4 separate regions of the Mus musculus genome follow, and all the other regions are linked to region 2. The links are chromatin contacts, called in public promoter capture Hi-C maps. All regions are on one chromosome and are shown on one strand. The core of a region is the stretch at or near the end of the contact, and the rest is flanking DNA. Distances in the headings are between cores, read along the strand shown.

Evidence for each region. Promoter capture Hi-C pulls out the DNA fragments that hold promoters and counts their contacts.
Region 1: a contact with region 2 is called in a promoter capture Hi-C map of liver, with 8 times the contacts expected there. The contact joins the promoter of BC048602 here to the promoter of Snx31 in region 2. A contact is called at or near these places in 5 of 39 promoter capture datasets (the 3T3-L1 cell line, cranial neural crest, hippocampal neurons and 2 more).
Region 3: a contact with region 2 is called in a promoter capture Hi-C map of second pharyngeal arch cranial neural crest, with 5 times the contacts expected there. The contact joins the enhancer-like site here to the promoter of Snx31 in region 2. A contact is called at or near these places in 6 of 39 promoter capture datasets (3T3-L1-derived adipocytes, the C10 cell line, hippocampal neurons and 2 more).
Region 4: a contact with region 2 is called in a promoter capture Hi-C map of liver, with 4 times the contacts expected there. The contact joins the enhancer-like site here to the promoter of Snx31 in region 2. A contact is called at or near these places in 5 of 39 promoter capture datasets (the 3T3-L1 cell line, HPC-7-derived erythroid cells, cranial neural crest and 1 more).

Annotation. Positions count from the first base shown.
Region 1 is chr15:35,327,266-35,329,965 of GRCm38.p6, forward strand. BC048602 (cDNA sequence BC048602) reads right to left here and starts at 1,270. Exons shown (of 3, transcript NR_045280.1): 1 at 1,115-1,270. It overlaps Gm33584 (a long non-coding RNA gene), which reads left to right and starts at 1,725. Exons shown (of 3, transcript XR_383923.3): 1 at 1,725-2,027; 2 at 2,249-2,338.
Region 2 is chr15:36,554,242-36,556,941 of GRCm38.p6, forward strand. It overlaps Snx31 (sorting nexin 31), which reads right to left and starts at 1,332. Exons shown (of 14, transcript NM_001347022.2): 1 at 1,207-1,332; 2 at 1,019-1,093. The coding sequence starts at 1,272.
Region 3 is chr15:34,635,636-34,638,336 of GRCm38.p6, forward strand. All of the region lies in intron 3 of Nipal2 (NIPA-like domain containing 2), which reads right to left. Among named protein-coding and RNA genes, the nearest start is that of 4930413F20Rik, 38 kb to the right of the region's middle. Within about 2 kb of position 1,271, at least 8 of the 459 cell types and tissues checked have an H3K27ac peak or open chromatin away from gene starts, as enhancers often do. A contact at or near this core is called in second pharyngeal arch cranial neural crest, where this site is marked.
Region 4 is chr15:34,964,517-34,967,350 of GRCm38.p6, forward strand. The region is part of intron 8 of Stk3 (serine/threonine kinase 3); the gene reads right to left. Among named protein-coding and RNA genes, the nearest start is that of Gm52204, 56 kb to the left of the region's middle. Within about 2 kb of position 1,570, at least 43 of the 459 cell types and tissues checked have an H3K27ac peak or open chromatin away from gene starts, as enhancers often do.

The DNA.
Region 1 (2,700 bases), core at 20-2,519, 1.2 Mb before region 2:
TACTGTTTATAATAATAGCCTTTATCAGACTATCAAAATTATATGATTGGGGTTTCGTTGAATCATTTGCTAATCTACTGTTAGAGAAATAATGCAAAGATGAAATGAATTATTTAATTTATTGCCATGCTTAAATGCAGGGCCAAATTCTAATGGAGACTAGTGTGTAAACTCTGATCAGAGATTAGAAGAAATCTCCAAATCTGATGTCTTGTGGCCAGTATAGAGCCCCCAGTCCTGTGTAAATCATGGGTCCGCCTCAGTTATATGTGGTCTAGCCTCAGAGGGATAGGTTTCCCATTAAAGCAAACAGAGCCAGAGTTCGGTTTTCAAAGTGATTTGTGTCATTTTGAACAATTATTTGGCAGTGATTATAAATGACAGAATTCATGGGACATGAAGAAACCTGTCATCTGTTAATGTTTACTCTAATGTGTACGTGCATAATTCCCTAGCATAGCTTCCATTTCAAAGAAAATTCCCAGTGGCCCTATTGCAGCATGATTTGGAGATAATGTTGTTCTGGCCAAAATTAACCACGTCAGGACCTCAAAACATTAAACTTAAGATCTGTATGATTAGGGTTTTTTTTTTTTTTTTTTTTTTTTTTTTTTTTTTTTGTGGGTGGGTCAATGGCTATGGTTCAAGCAGATGTTAACGAGTTAGGCATCTTCCCAGGCTCTGCTAAACACAAAGCTTCAACCCGGTATACATGTGTCTGGTAGTGGAAGTCTACTGATCCTGTCCCCCAAACAAGGATAAAGTAAAGCTAGGTTAAATAGGTCTTTCTCTTTGGTAAGGTTAGATTAGGTTAAATAGCTTAGGAAAATTACATTGGAAACTAAATCTATTTAGCAAATGACCTTAAATTTGTGTAGCATTATTTATGAACCTCACCAAGATCCGCAGTGAACTGTCTGAAGCAGATACCTTGTTTGTTTTACTAGCAGCAACATAAGGCTCACTCACAGCTCTAGTTTATATCTGAAGTATAGGACAGCGCCAGGGCACAGCCGCCAGATTTGGTGTCTTAGTTTGAGTTTTATTGCTGTGAAGAGACACCGCGATCACAGCAACTCTTATGAAGAAAAACATTTAATTGGGGCTGGCTTACAGTTTCAGAGGTTCAGTCCATTGTCATCATGTCAGGAAGCATGGCAGCCTGCAGGTAGACATGGTGCTAGAGAGGGGCTGAGAGACAGGAAGAGGCAGTGAGCCACTAGGTCTGACTTCAGCTTCTGAGGCCTCCAAGCCCACCCCTTAGTGAAGCACTTCCTCCAATAGGGCAACACTTACGTCCACAGGGCCACGCCTCCTAACAGTGCCACTTCCTGTGGGCATATGAGAGCCATTTTCATTCAGACCGTCACATAGGGCTAGAAATATATTCTTTTATATATTTACCACTTGAACAGTACATTTTAAGTTGAAGTTTCCCCATCTCATTCTTTTCAAATTAGCCAATAGCCACCTTACTTCGATAAGGATATCATGAAGAAAATGACTGATTAAAATGTTGCAAAGACTCTGATTAAAAAATCGAGTCCACCACCGTCAGAATGTCCTCCACAGTAAGCAAACACCACTCTCCAGAGGCTACTTCTGCTCTTTGTTCTGTTAGTTTCATAAATTTGGAATGCAGCTCTTTGCTTAGCATTTGGATATGTCTCCTTATAGATTCCAATTTCATAAGTGAAGAGAATATATTTATACATCTTTTTAATAGATGTAGCATTATTCCTGTAGGGAATTAATCTTCACTGTGGACTTCCTGAGCTTACTGTCACCTAGGAGACAGACCTCTGGGTATGTCTATGACGGCATTTCTGGAGAAGTTTATCTGAGACTTACAATGACTGAGTGGAGGTGGCTGGGGTTCTAGACTGCGCACAAGGGAAAGGGGAGCGTCAGTATTTCCTGGCCTCCAGACGTGAGGAGTGGCAGCTGTGTGTGCGTGCTGCCAGGACCTCTGTTACAGCTTCCTGGCCCTGATGGACCTTCCTTCTGAACCTGAGAGTCGTTGAGAGGTAATGTATCACACCAGCAAGTGAGGTAATGAACACAGTACCCTACATGCTTGAACTTTAGTGGGTGTGATAAACACATGATAGTAAATGAGATTTATGTCTTCCTCATCTCTTTGCAAATTCTATTCACTCCTCAACGCCTGACTTAAATGCTACATCTTTAAAGTTCTCTAATCTCTCCCACCACTAAATTCTCTAATGCCCTGTGCTCTTCTCCCTAGTGCATTCATTCATCGTGTTCCAGGTGTGTAAGAGGAGTGTGTGCTCGAGCCCCACTCTCCCTAAAGGACGGAAGCTCCGCACAGTCAGCAGTCAGTGTCTTTGTGTGCCTTGAATGGTATCACTAAATGACAGAACCCAACATGTACAATCCAGTATGAATTCATGCAAATCCCTTATAAAGTTAAGTAAAAAACATATTATAAAGTTTAAAAGCAAGTAAAATTTAGATATCCAAAAATAGCTCATTGGAACTAGGGAAACTGCTCAGTGGGTAGCCTGTTTGGCTGCACAGTGTGAGAGATGGAGTTTAGATCTGCAGTACCCATGTAACAAGGCTGGCAGGAGTGGCAGCCCCCTCATAATCCCAGCAGTCCTGGGAAGTGGGGGTAAAGAATGCTGCGGCCAAGCTGGCCAGTGAGACTAAATAAATCTGCAAACTCCAGGTTGAGTG
Region 2 (2,700 bases), core at 82-2,581:
GCAAGAGGGGAACTCCAAAAGCCTTGCAGACCATTGGGTGCTCCCCTTGCCAGGTGCTGGCCTCCCCAGCTCCCCCATCATTCTGAGCTAATCTGGTTTTCCTATCCACCTCACACTCTTTTCTTTTTTTTTTTTTTTTTTTTTTTAGATTTATTTATTATTTTATGTAAGTACACTGTAGCTGTCTTCAGACACACCAGAAGAGGGAGTCAGATCTTGTTACGGATGGTTGCGAGCCACCATGTGGTTGCTGGGATTTGAACTCTGGACCTTCGGAAGAGCAGTCGGGTGCTCTTACCCACTGAGCCATCTCACCAGCCCCCTCACACTCTTTTCTTTTAGGTCTGAGACAAGTCTGTGTAGCCCAGGCTGGTCTTGATTTCTCTATCCCTCACCTCAGTCTTCCATGGGCTAGGACTACAGGAATGTGCCACCCTGCCTGACTTTTATCTTCTTCCTCTTTGCCTATTTACACCCCCTGTTCCTATCTGCCACTGTCACATCCTCTGCTTGGAAGACAGCTCCTGGACCAGTCCCTTCCCAAGCCCCAGTCAGTCTCCCAGAAACCCCCCCTAGATTGCATAAGATGCTTTTGAGTCTTGTGACACTTTCTGACTACCACAAGCCAATCTGTATCGATGTAGCTCATGAGTCTTGGGTTTGCTAACAAAGGGACTTGGAAAGGTGGGCCAGATAAGACCGTGTTAGAACTAGAAGCTGTACAAAGCACACTTGTCCCAGTTGACTCTACTCTGGGATAGGTCTGAGGGCTCTGAGCGCAAGAGGCTAGAGGAAGGCTATTACTCTGCAACTGGTCATTATGGTCTTGTTCATGTTATAAGGCTGACCTGAAGTTGAAGATGTTGGTATAGGAGATAGCTCTGGGATTTAAAGAGTGCCTATAGTTCACAAATCAGGAGCCTGTAGCCAGCCCTCCTCCTCTACCACCACCACCACCACCACCACACCCACACACACACAGTCCAATGTCTTTCAGAGTAACACAATCCAAGCTCACCTGTTCATCCCAGCGGTGCAGCTGGCTGTAGCGTACTTTGCAGAAGAGGAACCCGTCCAGGTACACGGAGTACAACTGAAAGCACAGACACCCGCCTGTTATCCTAGGCGAGGATGAGGACTGGGGTAGGAGGTGCCCAGGGTCACCGAGCCCCTCCCCACCCAACCGACCCCGGGCCCCAGACGCACCACGTAGCGGCCCCCCAGCGCGTCTGGCCGCTGCTGGGACACCGGGATGCAGAAGTGCATCTTCATGGCTCTGGCGATGACCAGGGACAGCGTGGAGAACAGGACCTGCCGCCTAGAGTCTGGGCTGGGTCCTGAGCTCCCACTCCTGCCTTGGGTCTGCGGGTGGGCGGGGTCTGCGCCTGGCTCCGCCCCACCCCGCCCCGCTCCGCCCCGCCCCGCTCCCTCCACTAAACCTCAGCCTGATTCTCAGGCTGGACTAGAGACGTGCGCACACAATCAGGGTTCAGAGGGACCTCAGGGATGCCAGATCTCAGGCCAGGGTCACCCTGGAGGCCAGAGGCTGGAATTTTAGAGACTTTTGAGGAGGAAAACGTGCCTCTGTGGTGCAGGGAGGGAGGGACAGTGTCGAATTCATTTTCAGAGAGCTCAGCCCACAAAAGTTAAGAATCCTGTCTCTAGCCACATGAACATTTTATACAGCTGCCAGAAAGTCACTGATCCAACCCTGCCCCAAATCATCAGAGCCAGGCAGCTTGCCTAAGGAAACAGAGCTTCTCCAGGGGCCACTTCAGGGGCCAGGTCTCCTGTCTGTGACCAACAGAATGTCCACTTCCAGAGTGAGGGGGATGAGATGGCATTCAGATCCGCCTCATACCGGATCTCCTGGCATTTTCTACGGAGGGTGCCTTGATGATTTGGGAGTTTCCCATCACCCCAGCGCTGGCTACAGTATACTGTGGATTAAGATTAGAAAGGGGAAAGGAGGTATACCTTGGAAGTACCCTATCACAGGAGCATTAGGCTCAGGGTTTTTTTGTTTGTTTCTTGTTTTGTTTTTGTCTTAACCTTTTTAAAATGTATCATGGTGTGCAGTCCATATGTAACACTGCTTTGATGGTTTATTGTTGCTGTTTTGTACATATGATTTTTATTTTTTTGATTGGAAGTGGCTTGTTGTCTTATTCTTGTTTTTTAAGTCTTCTTTCTCTCATTATAGGAAATTTAAAACATGGATGTGGCCTGGGTCTCTCTTACCTGGGGAAGCCCTGTTCTTGAGTAGATACCGCTCTCCGTGGCTGGGTTCTTAGGAATCTTTGTTCCCAGAATCTTTCACCGACTTCTTGGTTTTTCACTGTTGATATTGATTAATTCTATTAACTTGTGAATATGGTAAAAACTGATTGTGAACTTGGTGGGATTTAGAATCACCTAGGAGCTAAACCTCTGGGTACATCTGTGAGTTGTCTGTCAACAGACTGAGCGGCACCTCCGACAGGGGACCAGGGGACGGGAAGGAACAAAAGAAGAGTCAGCTTCGCACCAGCGTTATTGATCTCCTGACTGCAGAATTTGAAAGTGGTCAAGCAGGGAAAAAAAGGAAGTGGTCTGACGCTCTCACCAATGCCCAGAGACCTCCTCTTCAAGGACCACATTTGGAAACCTGGAGAAACAGGCCAGAGTAAGAGCACACTGCTCTTCTAGAGAACATGGGTT
Region 3 (2,701 bases), core at 21-2,520, 1.9 Mb before region 2:
TGAGAAACCAGAAGGCAAAAACAATAATAAAAATTCCTTTGTCAAAAATATCTCAAACTCTACGCATGAAAAGAACATATTTACATAGTAATTCTACAAACAGACCTTAACAAGTAAATGTCTGGCTTCTGGTTTCTGGTCACTATATGGTAGCTTTTTTGCACTGCTAGAAACAAACCACCAAAACACATCCCTGTCAGCCACAATCAGACCTCACTCTTATGGACAGAGTGAACATACTCAAGGGCTCAGTCAGCTCAAACCATGCTGAGGTACGGCTCTACAACTATCTTTCCCGTTAGTTGTAGAATTTTTAGAAAAAAAAAAAAAAGTATGTCAACTACAATGTATTCCAGCGAGTTAGGATCTAAAGCTTTGAGTATGTGACAGCTTGAAAGATGCTTTCTTATGCTGAAAAAGTTGCCCCACCATCTATCTATGCTGTCAGGGACGAAAGTGTCAAGAAACTCATTTTGATGAAAAAAGTCCCACTTTATTTATTGAGGATAACAAAGACATAACAACTGACCAATGGTGATTTGTATTTTTCTAGACAAGACATTTACCTGGATTAAGGACAGTACTCTTTTCCTTTCTACATTTTCCTTGACATGCATTAATGACCTGAAAAGTCTCCCATCCCCCCAAAAGGTAAAAATACCACCACTGACAACATTAATTCTGTATTATAAATTTAATAGCCCATTACTTCACTGTCAGCAATTTGTCTAGAAATAGTTTGTGGTATTCTCAAAAAAACAAAGATGGATGGAAAACATGTTTCAAATAAAGCTTTAGAATTCAGCAAGTTTTCTGCTTGAGAATGTATGAGCAGACAGAAAATTAAAACGTCAGAGCTTTAGTCCACACGGTTTATATAAGCTGGGTTTTGGACAAATGTGCTGAAGAAAAAAATGCAAGCCATGTGGAAAAGAGGTATTTTCTGCATATTTTCAGCACTAAAACCAATATGCATGTGAAATGCTGTCACAGACATCCATCACAGACATTTCTGGACTGCAGTGAGTTGAGCACATTAGCACTAAGCTTGTTGCTCCCAGAGACAGAGACTCTGTGGCATCAAGGTTTGAGTAAGACTACACATCGCTTGCTCATTGGTCTGCTTGTGTTTCCTCTCATTTGTTTCTAATAAAAGTCTTGGAGACCAACGTTTCTGCTTGACATGACTTCTCTGGAATTTCAAAAGACCCCAGTAAGGCTGCAGGCTGCACTCTGACCATTCTCTAATGGACTGCAGACACAGTTCAGTTAGGGCTTTTTAACAGCACCAGAGAGACACATGAACAATAGAGATCCCACAGGGAGGTTTACAGTGAGGGTTACAAAAGCTAGCTTATTAGATATTCAGACAGAAGGGACCAGGCACAGCTCTGACTCTCATCATCCTCTCAGTCTATTAGTTCCTGCCTTAATCCAAATCAGTTGGGCAACAGGATACTTGGTTTTAATTTCTGAGGAAACTATCCTGGGCCAATGAGAGCTTGCAGCTATTACCTGCCTTTGTGCAATATGATATTCCAAGTATTTGATTCCATCTAATCACCTCCAAATTGACTCTATCTCCTACTCCTATTCACCTTAGCCACAATTAAGAATGGTGTTGTTTATACATCTCATGCAGCACCTGACATGGGGGATACTTACTCAGTGTTCATTTCTTACCTTTAACTGCGCACCATCCAAAGCACTGTGAATGTTTGTGAAATAATCTCTCTCTTAGGCTTGAAATCAGTGTGCTTGTAAGGGTGGAACTGAAAAGTATCACTGGTGCGTCCTACCAATGCCTCTCTGCAGCCTGGAGCCAGTCTCCTCCTGCACAGTCCTGCTTGCTGCCCTTGGATTAATTGACTTTATACTGAGTGAGGTTCCCCACGAATCTCCTTAATTCCACATAGCCTTAATTTCTGGACTGCAAATAACTTCTTATTTTTAACCATCCTTATATCTATTTATAATATAGAACTTAGTTATAAAGGTATAAAATAGACAACAGTTAAGTGTAAGGCCATATTTTGTAGATGCAGGAATGGTCTCATTTCATTCTCTTTGGAATAGGCTTAGAAACGTCGAAGCATTCACAGGAGTGAATATTCTTGAGTATCTTCCTGTGAACTGATTAACTATTGTGAAACAACATAAACTGAAATCTTAGGTTGGAGAAACAGCAGCTAAGAGAATATACTATTTTTGCAGAGGACCTGAGTTTTGTTACCAGCACCCATGTGGGTATATTCATGAGTGTGTACAGTGTGTGTGTGTGTGTGTGTGTGTGTGTGTTTACAACCATCTGGAACTCCAGCTTCCGGACATCTGATGACTCTAGCCTCTGTAGGCACCTGCACTCACATGAACATAGCCATATCTTCCCTTTATAAATAAAAATAAATCTTAAAATTAAAAATAAAGGAATCTTTTTTTTAAAAAAAGAACTGCTGTCCATTTCATCAGTTTATGATTACACCCCCCCCCCCCCCCCCGACCAATTCTACAGGCCGTGTTGTATGAGGTTCCTGGGTCTTAGCTGACTGGAGAAACAGACACACAGGTGTGAGTCAGGCCATTGTTCACTGCCCCCTCCCTGCCACACTATAGTGATGACTGGCTTCATCTATGCAGGTGTTGCATAGGCAGCCACAGGAGCTGAGTTCATGACTGGAACTGTACTATCATGTCTGGAAGA
Region 4 (2,834 bases), core at 320-2,819, 1.6 Mb before region 2:
CTACTGTAATAGTATGTTGTATATGCAACCAGTTTATTCCCCAAACATTAAATATATTTTTGTATATTGTTGAGCCATTTTGTACATTGCTGCCATTATAAGCAGCATAGCTATCTATGGTCAGTACGCGGGACAAGAAAGGGGAACTTCTGGTTGGCATAAATGGATTCCTACCCTCTAGATAGTTTTTGTTAGTATTGAATTTATAATGGGACAGGAGACGTTTACATCTTCAAAATCACAAAGTTAGATATAAAATCATAAAACCACTGATTAAATTTAGAAAGGAAGGCTCCTGTGACATATTAATTTTATATACTTTGATAAAAGATTCTAGTTTATAAATATATAGCAGAAACATTTTTTATTTATTTTTAGTTATATATATTTTTATTAGAGAATTTCTTTATTTACATTTCAAATGTTATACCCTTTCCTAGTTTCCCCTCCAAAAATTCCCTATCCCCTCCACCCTCCCCCTGCTTCCCAACCCACCCACTCCCATTCCTGGCCCTGGCATTCCCCTATACTGGGGCACAGAACCTTCACAGGACCAAGGGCCTCTCCTCCCATTGATGACCGACTAGGCCATCCTCTGCTACATATGCAGCTAGAGCCACAAGTCCCACCATGTGTTTTCTTTGATTGGTAGTTTAGTCCCAGGGAGCTCTGTGGGTACTGGTTAGTTCATATTGATGTTCCTCCTATGGGGCTGCAAACCCCTTCAGCTCCTTGGGTATTTTCTCTAACTCCTTCATTGGGGACCCTGTGCTCCATCCAATGGATGACTGTGAGCATCCACTTCTATATTTGCCAGGCACTAGCAGAGCTTCTCAGGAGACAGCTATATCAGGGTCCTGTCAACAAGCTGTTGTTAGAATCTGCCATAGTTTCTGGGTTTGATGGTTGTTTATGGGATGGATTCCCAAGTGGAACAGTCTCTGGATCATCATGCCTTCAGTCTCTGCTCCAAACTTTGTAACTCCTTCCATGGGTATTTTGTTTCCCCTTCTAAGAAGGATTCTGAGCTTCTGGGCTAATATCCACTTATCAGTGAGTGCATGGCATGTGTGTTCTTTTGTCATTGGGTTACCTCACGTAGGATGATATCCTCCAGATCCACCCATTAGAAACATTTTCTAAAAGTAGCACAAACACTCAAGTCACAAATATGAGTGGGCCATGAATAGTAATTAGTAAAGTACAGAAGGAAAGATAAATATTTTATATGAAATTATAAAATTCAAACACTAATAAATTTGGTAATGGCACTGAAAGCTTTTAAGGATTACTTTTTGTTTTTAACTTAAAAATCATTAACTCTGGACTTATTTTTTGGTATTTTGGATCACTGTTAGTCTGAGCTGGTATCTTACACTTTTAGAGCATGACAGTTATTTATAATAGTCCCTCTGTTATACTTGACTTACATCCACTCTGTCAGTCCTCACTGGAGAAAAACATGTTGATGCTTGTTAGAGAAAGGTCTGCAGAGCAGATGCTTCCCCACTGCAGAGCAGCCAGTTCCAGTAAGGGACACAACAGCATTTTCAGTCAGAGCCATCATGTGCCAGGAATGCAAAACAGAGCACTGATCATAATCCAGCTTATGAATCATAAGGTCCACATGGAATACAAATATTTGAAAACAATATTAGGAAATCTACTCCACCACTGGGACAGACTTATGCTATAACAGTCTAAGAAACAATTAGATACTTTGTATGAGGAATCTTTACATCTGTTAGAGTTACTAACTTAACATTTTCTAAATATCCTATCATAATTCACTAATTTCTGAGATATTTACACAAAGGTGTTAGGAAGTATTTGCAACACTAATGAGAAAAGGGAACTCCTTTGGTAGATAACCTACTTAAAATAGTCTAACCTTTATTTAATAATCTCCTTAAGTGCCAGGAAACTCCTTTACAAAGAAGCCTCCTTAAAACTGACATCTACTGGCTCTGCCTTCTGTCTAACATTACCCACTTGATCTGCCGAACCTCATACTTAGAGACTCATTCAATGCAGCACCTGAGACAATGACAGAAATAACCTTAAAGCTGTCCTAGAGGATCTGAGACAAAATCTAGCTAATAGCTTACAGGCGCAGACATAATAAACAAATGGACATACTAATGAGAACAGTAAGAAATAAGGGCGCTGTTGCTGCTCAGAATTAGGCTCATCACACAGAAAGCTGCCTCTGGCCTATAGAGTAAAAATTAAGGGCAATTAGTAGTCCTCTCAACTCAGAAGGGTGTAAAAGCAGAAAAATTCTGTCTAGAATGGAAACTAAAAAGTCAATATGATACCATAAAGAGATCGCACCACAGCGGATGAAATGTCTTACACCCTGGAGTCTGTATCAACTACTTGTTAAAAGAGTGCTAGGAAACTAAAGGTAAGTTGGAGAAAAAGATTGAAAAGAGGCTGGAATAAGGTCAGAATTGAGAGTCAGCCATCAGGGTAATTAACGCCCATGCAAAAGCAGGTTAAGTATTAGCAGAAATTTTACAAGCCAAATTTGAAAGAAATCATGAGGGGAAAACCAGTAATCTGAAAATCTTTTGAACAAATTTAATGATTCAAAAATAACTTCAACATGTTGGACCTAAAGAGACCAAACTGACTCTAAAAAGTGTGTGTGTGTGTGTGTACCTGCAGGATCACAGTGGGTCTGAATAAATTGAAGAAAAATAGTATAGATATTACTAGTTATTTATAAGCAAAAGTGATGTGATGGATCTTGCAACTTTAACACCCAGTGAAAGAATCAAAAACTAATTTTTTGTGTGGTAAAAGAGCTGATGACATCACCATGGCCTGTA